Linked DNA regions of Sus scrofa: region 2 is linked to region 1. A link is a contact called in public Hi-C data. All regions are on one chromosome and are shown on one strand. The core of a region is the stretch at or near the end of the contact, and the rest is flanking DNA. Distances in the headings are between cores, read along the strand shown.

The links. A called contact is a pair of places that touch in the nucleus more often than the background predicts.
Region 2: a Hi-C map of fetal skeletal muscle shows a contact between it and region 1, with 2.4 times the contacts expected there. A contact is called at or near these places in 2 of 47 Hi-C or Micro-C datasets (embryonic fibroblasts and fetal skeletal muscle) and 1 of 2 datasets of targeted methods (skeletal muscle).

Annotation. Positions count from the first base shown.
Region 1 is chr4:10,795,649-10,800,523 of Sscrofa11.1, reverse strand. No RefSeq gene overlaps it. Among named protein-coding and RNA genes, the nearest start is that of FAM49B, 320 kb to the right of the region's middle.
Region 2 is chr4:11,607,907-11,612,625 of Sscrofa11.1, reverse strand. No RefSeq gene overlaps it. Among named protein-coding and RNA genes, the nearest start is that of MYC, 850 kb to the left of the region's middle.

The DNA.
Region 1 (4,875 bases), core at 39-2,538:
TGCCGAGTGTTCCATTTACAAATGATTAAGAAGCGATAAAGAAGGCGGGAGAATTCAGGCAGGAGCGTCCTACACAGGGGACATTGTACTGCCCATTTTAAAGATGTGAAAGGGGAGATACAGGAGCCGCCAGTTAATGGTAGAGAAGAGACGCCCGCCTGCCCTGCGTCCATCCTGGAGCTCTCTCCCACCAGCACACCTGGTCATAAGACCCATGTTGGAAACCCGCGTTTTTATCACGTGGCGTGTCTGATTATAAACTGGACCCCAAAAGAGAACCTAAGGAGACCCCCTGGGGTGGCTGGCGACCACTATTCAAAAGAGCCAAGGGAGCAGGATTTTGCCTCTGGCAGAGACCAGCCATGGTTAGATATGGTTTCTGGCTCTGCCAGCAATTTCCATGCCACGACTGGGAAGAACTCTCATATCTGGAAGAGATGGATCTCAGGAGATCTGAGACTTTGTCTCACCTCCCGCGTTGACCAGCCAAAAGTGTCATCTGGCCTTGACACTCAACTGACCCGAGCCTGTTTCCTAATCTATACGCTGGGGTAACACCACCTCTCTGCCACGCTCCTCTGAAGCTTCCAAACAACCAATGAGGCGAGGAAGCACCCTGCAAACAGCAGAGACTCTCACAATGCATCCAGCAACGGTGAATTCTACCTAACGCTGGAAAATACATCAAAGAATTGTAAATAGGGAAGGAAACTCTGAAGCCAACTCCTTTTAGAAATAGGGAAAGTGACTTCCTGAGAATTTAGGAGGCCTGCTCCAAGTTCCATAACGAGTCAGGATCCCCAGCTCATGCGAGAAGCCAGTGTTGGGATCCAGAGGGCACTGCTCCTCTTTTCAGGCCACCTTTACAGCCATCGATGTCCAAACACATGCACAGAAACGTGTAGCAGGCAATTCTGTTCATTTCCATCGATGTGGGTCCCCGAAAAATGAAGGTGTGCTGCTAAGTTGCATCTCTGATTTTTTCTAGTCTAAACTTAATTTCTTTTGACTTGGAGGGTGGTACATTGTCCTTCCCTAAAAAGAGCTGCCAGAAAAGAATACGGAAAATCATAAAGAAACTTGAGGACTTGAGGTTTCCACATGCTGGGAGCTCACACACCAGATTCCAGACACGGCCTTCTCCTGAATCTGACCCGAGTCCTTTCATCCATTGATCAGGTCCCAGGCTCCGGGAGAGCCGCCAGGACTGGGGGAATTCGTTACAGAGTCACAGAGCCGGGGCGGCCCCATCCCATGAAAGTCACTTCCAGCTTGGAACGGATTTGCAAATTCCTGCTTTCTGAGGGGTGTTTCAGATGCCTGGGAGCTGGCCTGTCTGCAGGCAGTCAGTAGAAGGAAGTCCGGGGCGGGGGGGGGGGTGAGTGGGGGCATTCCAACACCTGGCCCAAGACCCACGGTCACAGAAAACAAGGACTTTCTGGTACGGCACCAAGCCTCGCCGGGACTTAAGGATTTAAAAAAAAAAAAAAAATTTCAGATTGCCTTCATTTTGAAACACAAGAGCACATCTGTCCTTACATCACACTGGGATGCTCCTGCCCCAACCTGGAGCTTTTCCCAACTGTCACACAGGAGGATGGCAAGACGTCCCACGTACAAGTCAAAACCTCTGGACGCTTGCCGTGGGCCAAGCAAGCACTGTGCCGGAAGTTTGCCATGCTTTGATCCAGCCCATCTCACACGCCACCTCGGGAGTGGCTACTAGCATGGCTGTGACAGCCGGGGGACCTGGCATGGTGAGGCAACTCCTACGAAGTCGACAACTGGTCAGTGACAGGGGAGGAACTCCGGCCGGGTCTTTAAAGTGAGAGCTCAGACAGGTCGGATGGGTGGAGGCAGAAAGACCTCCACGCCTGCAGACGAGCATGAACCTGGCCCCCGTTCGGTTGACACCGAGGCCGGCTCGTACTCCCGGGTCAACCACTGTAAAGTCAGAGAGCCGTCAACTTTGGGAAAGTCTCTTTGCGTCAAGATGTTTCCTCCCCCTTAATTCCTGCCCTCTGTACCCCACGGTCCTCCCTCCTGGTTCCCAAAGCCTCCTCTGAGAAGTCGCTGGCGGGCCCCATTCCCATGAAATAGATCCCCTGACATCACAAAGAGATCTTTGTCTCCCTCCCATCGAAGTGTAAGCAGAGTTCCTTGCTCTGATCTAAGTAAAAGAGCGTGATTGTCCTTTGCTTCACGTCGCCCTCACAGTTACAATATGCGCTTGCATCTGGAGGTAGAAAGCAGACTAAAATGTGTCCTAAAACCCACGGGCTCGGAAGGGCTTGGACAGTTTATCTTTTGCTTCCTGCTGCCTTCAGGCAGGACCCCCCACCCCCACCCCATCCAAATCAACAAAACACAGACACGCCCCGTAGGATCTGTGGGAAGAGTATTATGAAAGCCCATCTTACATCTTTGGGAAGCGAGGCAGAGTGACTGAGCCGAAGTCACTTAGGTAGACTGTGAGCAAGGAGGGCAGGGCGGCAGGCACCGGGTCTGCGGCAGTTCTGCCTTCCCGTGCGGCCCTTGTCCACGCACCTGTGCACTACCACGAACCCCAGGCTGGAGACACTATAAAGGTACATGGACATATGAGCACAGTGCCTTAGAGGCATTAAATTTCATTGTTCTGCCTTTTTCTGCACTTTGCTAGGAATACAGAGGCAGATGGATGAGTTGCCAGCCCCCTCGCCGTTCAAGTCAAGGCCTCAAGATCAATAACCACCTCCCTAACAGAGTGATGTTGATCGCCCTCTATGGGCCAGATGGAGTCTTGCAAGCCGGATGGCTCAGGATGGTCCTGCATTCTCTGATGTTCCATGATGTTGCACAAAGCAAACCTGAGGGCAAGTCCCAGCCCAGCGCTGCTACCCACCGGCTGGGGCACCATGGGCAAAATACCTCCGTGCACTGGACGTGGGTGTCCTCATCTCTACACAGGGTTACTAACACCTTACAGTGGGTTGAATGGTGGCTCCCCCACCAAAAGACAGATCCATAGCCTAATTTCCAAAACCTATCAATGTGGTGTGCCCACTGTGGCTCGGAGGGTTAAGAACCCGACACAGTGTCCGCAACGATGCAGGTTCAATCCCTGGCCTCACTCAGTGGGCTCAAATTCAACATTGTCGTGGCTGTGGCATAGGCCTCAGCTGCAGCTCTGATTCAACTGTTAGTCTGGGAACTTCCATATACCGCAAGCGCGGCCATAAAAAGAAAAAAACAAAACAAAAAAACCAAGAAACTATCAACGTGACCTTATTTGAAAACAAAATCTTCACACATGTAATTAAGTTAAAGCTCTTGAGATCGCCCTGAATTATCCAGATAGGCTGTGAATCCACTAATAGGTGTCTTTGTAAGAGCCATCAGGAAGAAACAGGGAAAAGAGACAATGGTATGAAGACAAAGGTAGAGACTGCACCTATCTGGCCATAAGCCAAGGAACGCCTGGAGTCTTCATCAACTACAGAGCCTTGCCCAGAGCCTTCTGAGAGCATATGGCCCTGCCGACACCTTGATTTCGGATTCTGGCCTCCAGAACTAGGAGAGAAGAAACTTCTAGGATTTTTTCTCAAGCCAGTACACTTGGGGTAATTTATTAAAGCAGCCCTAGGAAAGCAACACGTACCTATTCCAGGGACTGCTAGCATGAAACCCATCCCAGGAGGAGTGTTTATGGCGCAGCCCCGGTGGGATTCTTGCCTGATGTTGGGGGTCAGCTTGAGTCCCTTCTCATTCTGCCCACTCCTCCCTGACACCACCCACCCGACCAAAGGTCCAGAAGGAAGGCTTTAGTGTCTGACTTAGGGTTGTTAGGGGGCGTGCATTCACCTCTTTCCTCTGGACAGTGTTCAAAAAAATAAGCCCCAATTTTTATTCAAATGAATCTGAAGGTTCTTAGAAATCACTGTCCATATGATTCCAACACAAAAACATGACTGACATCCAACCAGGTCACTCACCAGCATCCTCTCTGATCAGTTTATCACGGTCAAGATGGTTAAACACTGTGACCCTTGTCCCTGTACACAGGCACTGCGCTGCCATCTCCACTGACAGGGATTCTGAATCACTGAAGCATCCTGGCAGACCTGGAACAGACCGTGGAGAGGAACTAGCCCAGGGGGGTTTCAACTGTACTGGGGGGAAATCCAGGTGTGCACAGATGTGTCTCGGGTGCACGGCACGTGGTAGCAGTCAACGGCAGGAAAAGAGCTGCTCTTTTTACTGCTTTATAAACTTGGAAGATGCATATGATTCTTTTGGAGAAGCATATAAAACACGCTGTTTTTTTTTTTTTTTAATGTCTAAAACACTGATACAGGAGTTCCCATTGTGGTTCAGCATGTTAAGGACCCAACACAGAGCCTGGGAGGGCGAGGGTTCAATCCCTGGCCTCACTCAGTGGCTTAAGGATCTGTTGTTGCCACAAGCTGTAGACGTGGCTCAGATCTGGGCTGCCGTGGCTGTGGCGTAGGCCGGCAGCTGCAGCTCCAATTCAACCCCTAACCCAGGAACGTCTATATGCCACAGATGAGGCCATAAAAGGATAGATAGATAGATAGATAGATAGATAGATAGATAGATAGATAGATAGATGATGATAGATAGATAGATAGATAGATAGACAGACAGACAAACACTGATCCAACACATTTAATTTCTAGGCAGGAAACTGAGGTCCACTTGAGTGACATGTCCAGTATCAGACTTTATCCAAGGCCCAGCTGCTCCAGTAGCCACAGCCTCAGCCACGTGGCTCCACGGCTGAGGCCTTAGGGAACTGTCATCATTGGCCCAGTGCTTCCCCGCAGGTGTAATAGCCCAGCACCTCTCCAGGTACAGTGCATGCCTCGGACAGGA
Region 2 (4,719 bases), core at 931-3,430, 810 kb before region 1:
ATCATTGCTCTGGAGGTTGTTCATATAACTACGGAAGTTGTCACTCTGTGATTTCATTCCAACATTCACATAATTCCAACCGAGAACATCCAGTAAGGTTTACTCTGTTGATTTTGCTGGGAAAGCAGACTTTTTTAAAGTTCACCTGCTTTCTCTAAGAGATGTTGATATTAGCCCTAATGCCCCATGACCCTCTGTCCTTCCTGGATAGTACAGATCCTCAGGTCATCTCTCCAGGATTTGGGTCCTTGGAGAGATATAAACTAGAAGGTTCCTCCTTATCTAAATTTCTGTCTCTTAAGCTAATTTAATTCAGTGATTTACCATATTAGCGCTTCTATTTTTACACCCAAAGAAGAACTTATCCTTTTTAACCTTAGATCTGGGCCTGGCAAACTAGATCTCATAAGCCAAAGGTGCCCTGCTACCAATTTTTTTTTTTGTAAATAAAGTTTTATTGAAACACATCTACACTCATTTGTTTACACACGGTCTATGACCATGGCAGCGTATCTGCGACACAGATTGCATGGCCCACGAGGCTTAAAACATTTACCATGTGACCCTTTACAGTAAAAGTTTGTTCACCAACCCCTGCCTTAGATTATAAGCACTGGGTGGCCCAGAAATGGATCTCATCTCATTTTGAATGGAATTTGGAAGGTGGTGTGGTAAAATAGTTAGGACCCAAAGACTAGAACCAGACTGCTCTGAATTAAAACTACAAAACAATGCTTTACCTGTTCTACCTGCTCTGTAATCCCAGACACATCTGAGAATTGAGTTTTTTTCATCTGGGACTTGATGATGGCGATGATGTGGGGATAATGGTAATGACAGTGGCTGAGACAGATGTGTGCACTAGAGAGGGACAGACATGGAGCAGTTATCCTGGAGCCTGGAGCCAGGGCCTGAAAGGCCTCCCCTCTGCATCAGCTGTCATGATGTTAATATGGAACCATTGCTGAAACCGGTCTTGCATCCACTTCCTCATCCCTTGATAGGAAAGCGCCCTTTTCCTGATACATTTCACCCATTATTCCATCGCTCTCCGCTCCACCCCCATCCATTCTGCATGCAGCGCAGTGAGTTTCATTCCTAAAGCATAACTGCTTGTTTTACTCTGGCTTAAGAACTTTATTAGCTCTCTATTGCCTGGAGAACAGCATATAAGTTCCTCAATGACGAGTTCTCTAAGACATTGAAAACCCAGCCTGCTGCCCCTAACTTGCTGCTTCTGCTCTCCTTGCTCCCATGCACAGCTCCCACTTGAGCTATCCAAAACACTCCTCTCTTGAGTCCTGCCTCTGTCCCGGAATGAGCCCACCTTCTCTGCCCAGAGTGCCCTGCTCACCTCCCCATGTCTGCCTTTTGAAAGCTTACTCATTCTAGATGGTCCCAGTATTGAATCCATATGGAAATAATAAAAGACTGTTGCTTGAAAGTCAATAAAAACAAAGTCTACATACAGGTAGTGTTTAATAAATGCTTTCCACATAAAATTTAAGGAGAGAAAAAAATCCTAAAATTCAGGGACCCAGAATTCCCTGGGAATCTCTTCTTAGGTGAAAACTATTATCATCCTATGCTTTCCACTAAATTTTCATAATTCTATCAAAGGGGGCACTGCTTTTTTTCCTTTCCGGAAATTCTTTTCATGGCTGGAGCCCCCTCCCTCCCGCCCAGCGCTGCACTGGGCTGTGTGGGAGGCGCTGCTGCTCCTGCTGCAGGATGCTGAGGGCGGGTAGCGTGTTTCTCGCAGCAAAGACAAAGACTAAACTGTTTATTGCCTCTCCTCCAAATAAGATGATGCAAGAAAAAGATGAGACAAGATGGGCCTATGAGCTTAGCGGATGGGCATCTGGACAAACGGTGGAGGATAATCATCTTTTGTTCGCAAATTAAAATAGAAGGGATGGGTCAAAAGGTGCAGGGACCCTTCCGTCCTTGTCTCAGTCTGGAACTTCCCTCTTCTGTTACTTATCAGAGAAAGGTCTGCATTTTGGAGCTCGTAAATCTGCTTGGCAGGTAATCGCTAGCCATCCACCAGCTGCTGCCTTGGCAAAAGGCGCATCGCCATCGCCATGGTAACGCGCAGGCAGGCAAACGGCGAGCAGGCCTGGCCCCCGGCCAAGGTAATCCGATGGCACTGGGCTTTGTTAATAGAAAGAGAAGAGCAGGCCAGAACCGCTTGCCTCTGCCTTTGCCAGTAAAGGCTGGACGGGAGCAGAGCGCAGGGCTAATTAACCGGCTTGACCAGCTGTTGGCTGCCGCTTGCCAAATCCGACAAGTAGCCCGGGCTTTCTCTAGCCCTAACCCTTGTCATCTTCCAGGGAGGCTGGGCCCTGGGGGAACAAGGGCCTTTTCTTGGTGATGTCATCTGAGTATTTGTAGAATTTCCTCTTTGTGGGAAAGTTCTCTGGCAAAATATAAAGGGATTTAACTTCCCTCGGAAGACCCCTTGGCCTTTTGAATTTTGAAGAAAGATTTTTCTACATGAGAAAGGAGTGTGGGTTATGGAGGAAGCGGGGTGGTAAGGGGGATGGGTTATCCATATTTAAAGTCATGCCTAAGCTGAAGCAGCTTCAGGGAGGGACATTTAATATTGCAAAAATCCCTCATCAGGTGAAAGAAGGAGAGGATTAGCTTCGCTAAAAAAAAAAAAAAAAAAAAAAAGGATTACTATGGAAAAACTAGTTGTAAAGGATTTTTTTCCTTGACGATGCCCACAGCATGTGGAAGTTCCAACTCGTGCCACAACGGTGACCTGAGCCACTGCAATGACAATACAGGACCCTTAACCCACTGTGCCACAAGGGAACTCCTGACAGAGGGATGTTTAAAATTCATCGATATGTAAATCAACTATAATAGAAAAAATAAAAATCGTACAAAAAAACGAAAGGAAATGATGAGTTAACTTACTTAAGGAAGACATGAAACAAGAAGACACATCTTCTCATCCTTAGTTATCTTTCTTTCGGTCTTTCCAGGTTCCACATTTAGATCTCATATATACTTCTAAGCTCAGGAATGAGGCCCAGGAAACTGAATGTAAATTAACCTGGGCACAGGAAGCCAGAAGTCGAGAAAAACAGGGGCTCCAGAAAGGTTTTGGGGCAGTAAAGTGGCAAAGTCAATTCTTTTTTTTTGGTTTAAGGTCAAGAATGGATTTAGGACCTGAGGATAACGCTGAGTCAGGAACAAGGTCCATTTAGGGACGTGGTTAGCGACAACATCCAAAACCGTGAATGAGTTGTGAATAGATGTTAAAGGTAAGATTCTTACGACGGACCGGGCAGAGGGCAAGAGAGGTGTTGTAGGGAAAAGAGCTGCAGCAGCAGCCAGACTCAGGTTTGGCTCTCCGCTTTGCTACTTATAACACTTAACCATTTCCCAAATGTCAGGCTTTATATATATATCATCTCCCAGAATCCTCCCAGCAATCTTCTGAAATTGTCGTGAATATGCATCTCTATTTAAATAATAATAAACCGAGGCAACGGGATGTTACGCAACTTGCCCACACTCCCTCCGTTGGCTCGCTGTTGTCATACAACAAATTACCCCCAAATATGAAAATGACACATATGTATTATCTCACATTTTCTTGGGTCAGGCCGCAGGACACGGCATATCTGGGTTTTCTGCTTCGCAGTTTCTCGTAAGGCAGCCATCAAGGTATCTTCTATGAATGGGATCTCATCTGAAGGCTTAAGTAGGGAGGGAATTATTTCTAGGATAACTCACACAGCAGAGTTCAGAATTCAGTTCCCTATTATATAACATAGACTGTTGGCTATAGGTCAGCCTCAGTTCTCCCACATGGCAACTTGCTTCATCAAAGCCAGCAATAGAGAGTTTTCTAACAAGACAGAATTCACAGTATTTGCATCCTGATCACCCAAATGATAGCTATACAATCTTTCTATATTCTACTGGTTAGAAGCAAGTTATTCAAGGGGAAGGGATCATTCAAGTCCATGACTACCAGGAGGTGGGATAAATTAAGCATCAATTAGTTTAGAGGCTGCTTGTCCCAACTCCCCAGCTAATAAGCAGCAAAGGGAAGACGAACCCAGGTATTCTTTCTCCAGAGTTCATGCTCTTAAACATCATTCTCTTACAGCTACTCAGCCGTGTGACCTAGGGCTACATACATTTTTGAGTCTCCATTATCCTTTTCAATAGAATATCCGTTGGTAATATTTGCATTTCAAGGTTGATGTTGGGGTTAAATATTATGCATACAAAATGCATACTACATTCACATTTCCTAGTGTGTCAAAGGGCACTCAAACTGAATTAGCTGGTTAATATAGATATTATTATTTATGCAGAGTAATTCAGCATAACTTGGAAGATAAAGGGAGACCAAGTTCCCATTGCATAGCACAAGCCGCTATTTGGACTTGTGCTAAGTCATCCTTACCTTTGGATCTTCTTTCTGCTTAGAAGTCCCAATTAACTTCAACCCTTCTACCCCTCCATTGCAGTGGAGTTGATGTTCCCCTTATCCTAGAATTGCTTCTGGGACTGAGATGGACCAAAGCCTGCAGGTGTGGCCTATCCACAGACCATGGGTAGAAAATCAAGGCAGACTCTGGAATATTCCAGAACATTCTTTTAAACAATATTCTCACCTTTCCTTCTTCCTTGCCTTTCTTCCTTTCATTCTACTACCTCCCAAGTTGTAGCAAGCTAATGCATGCCTCTGCC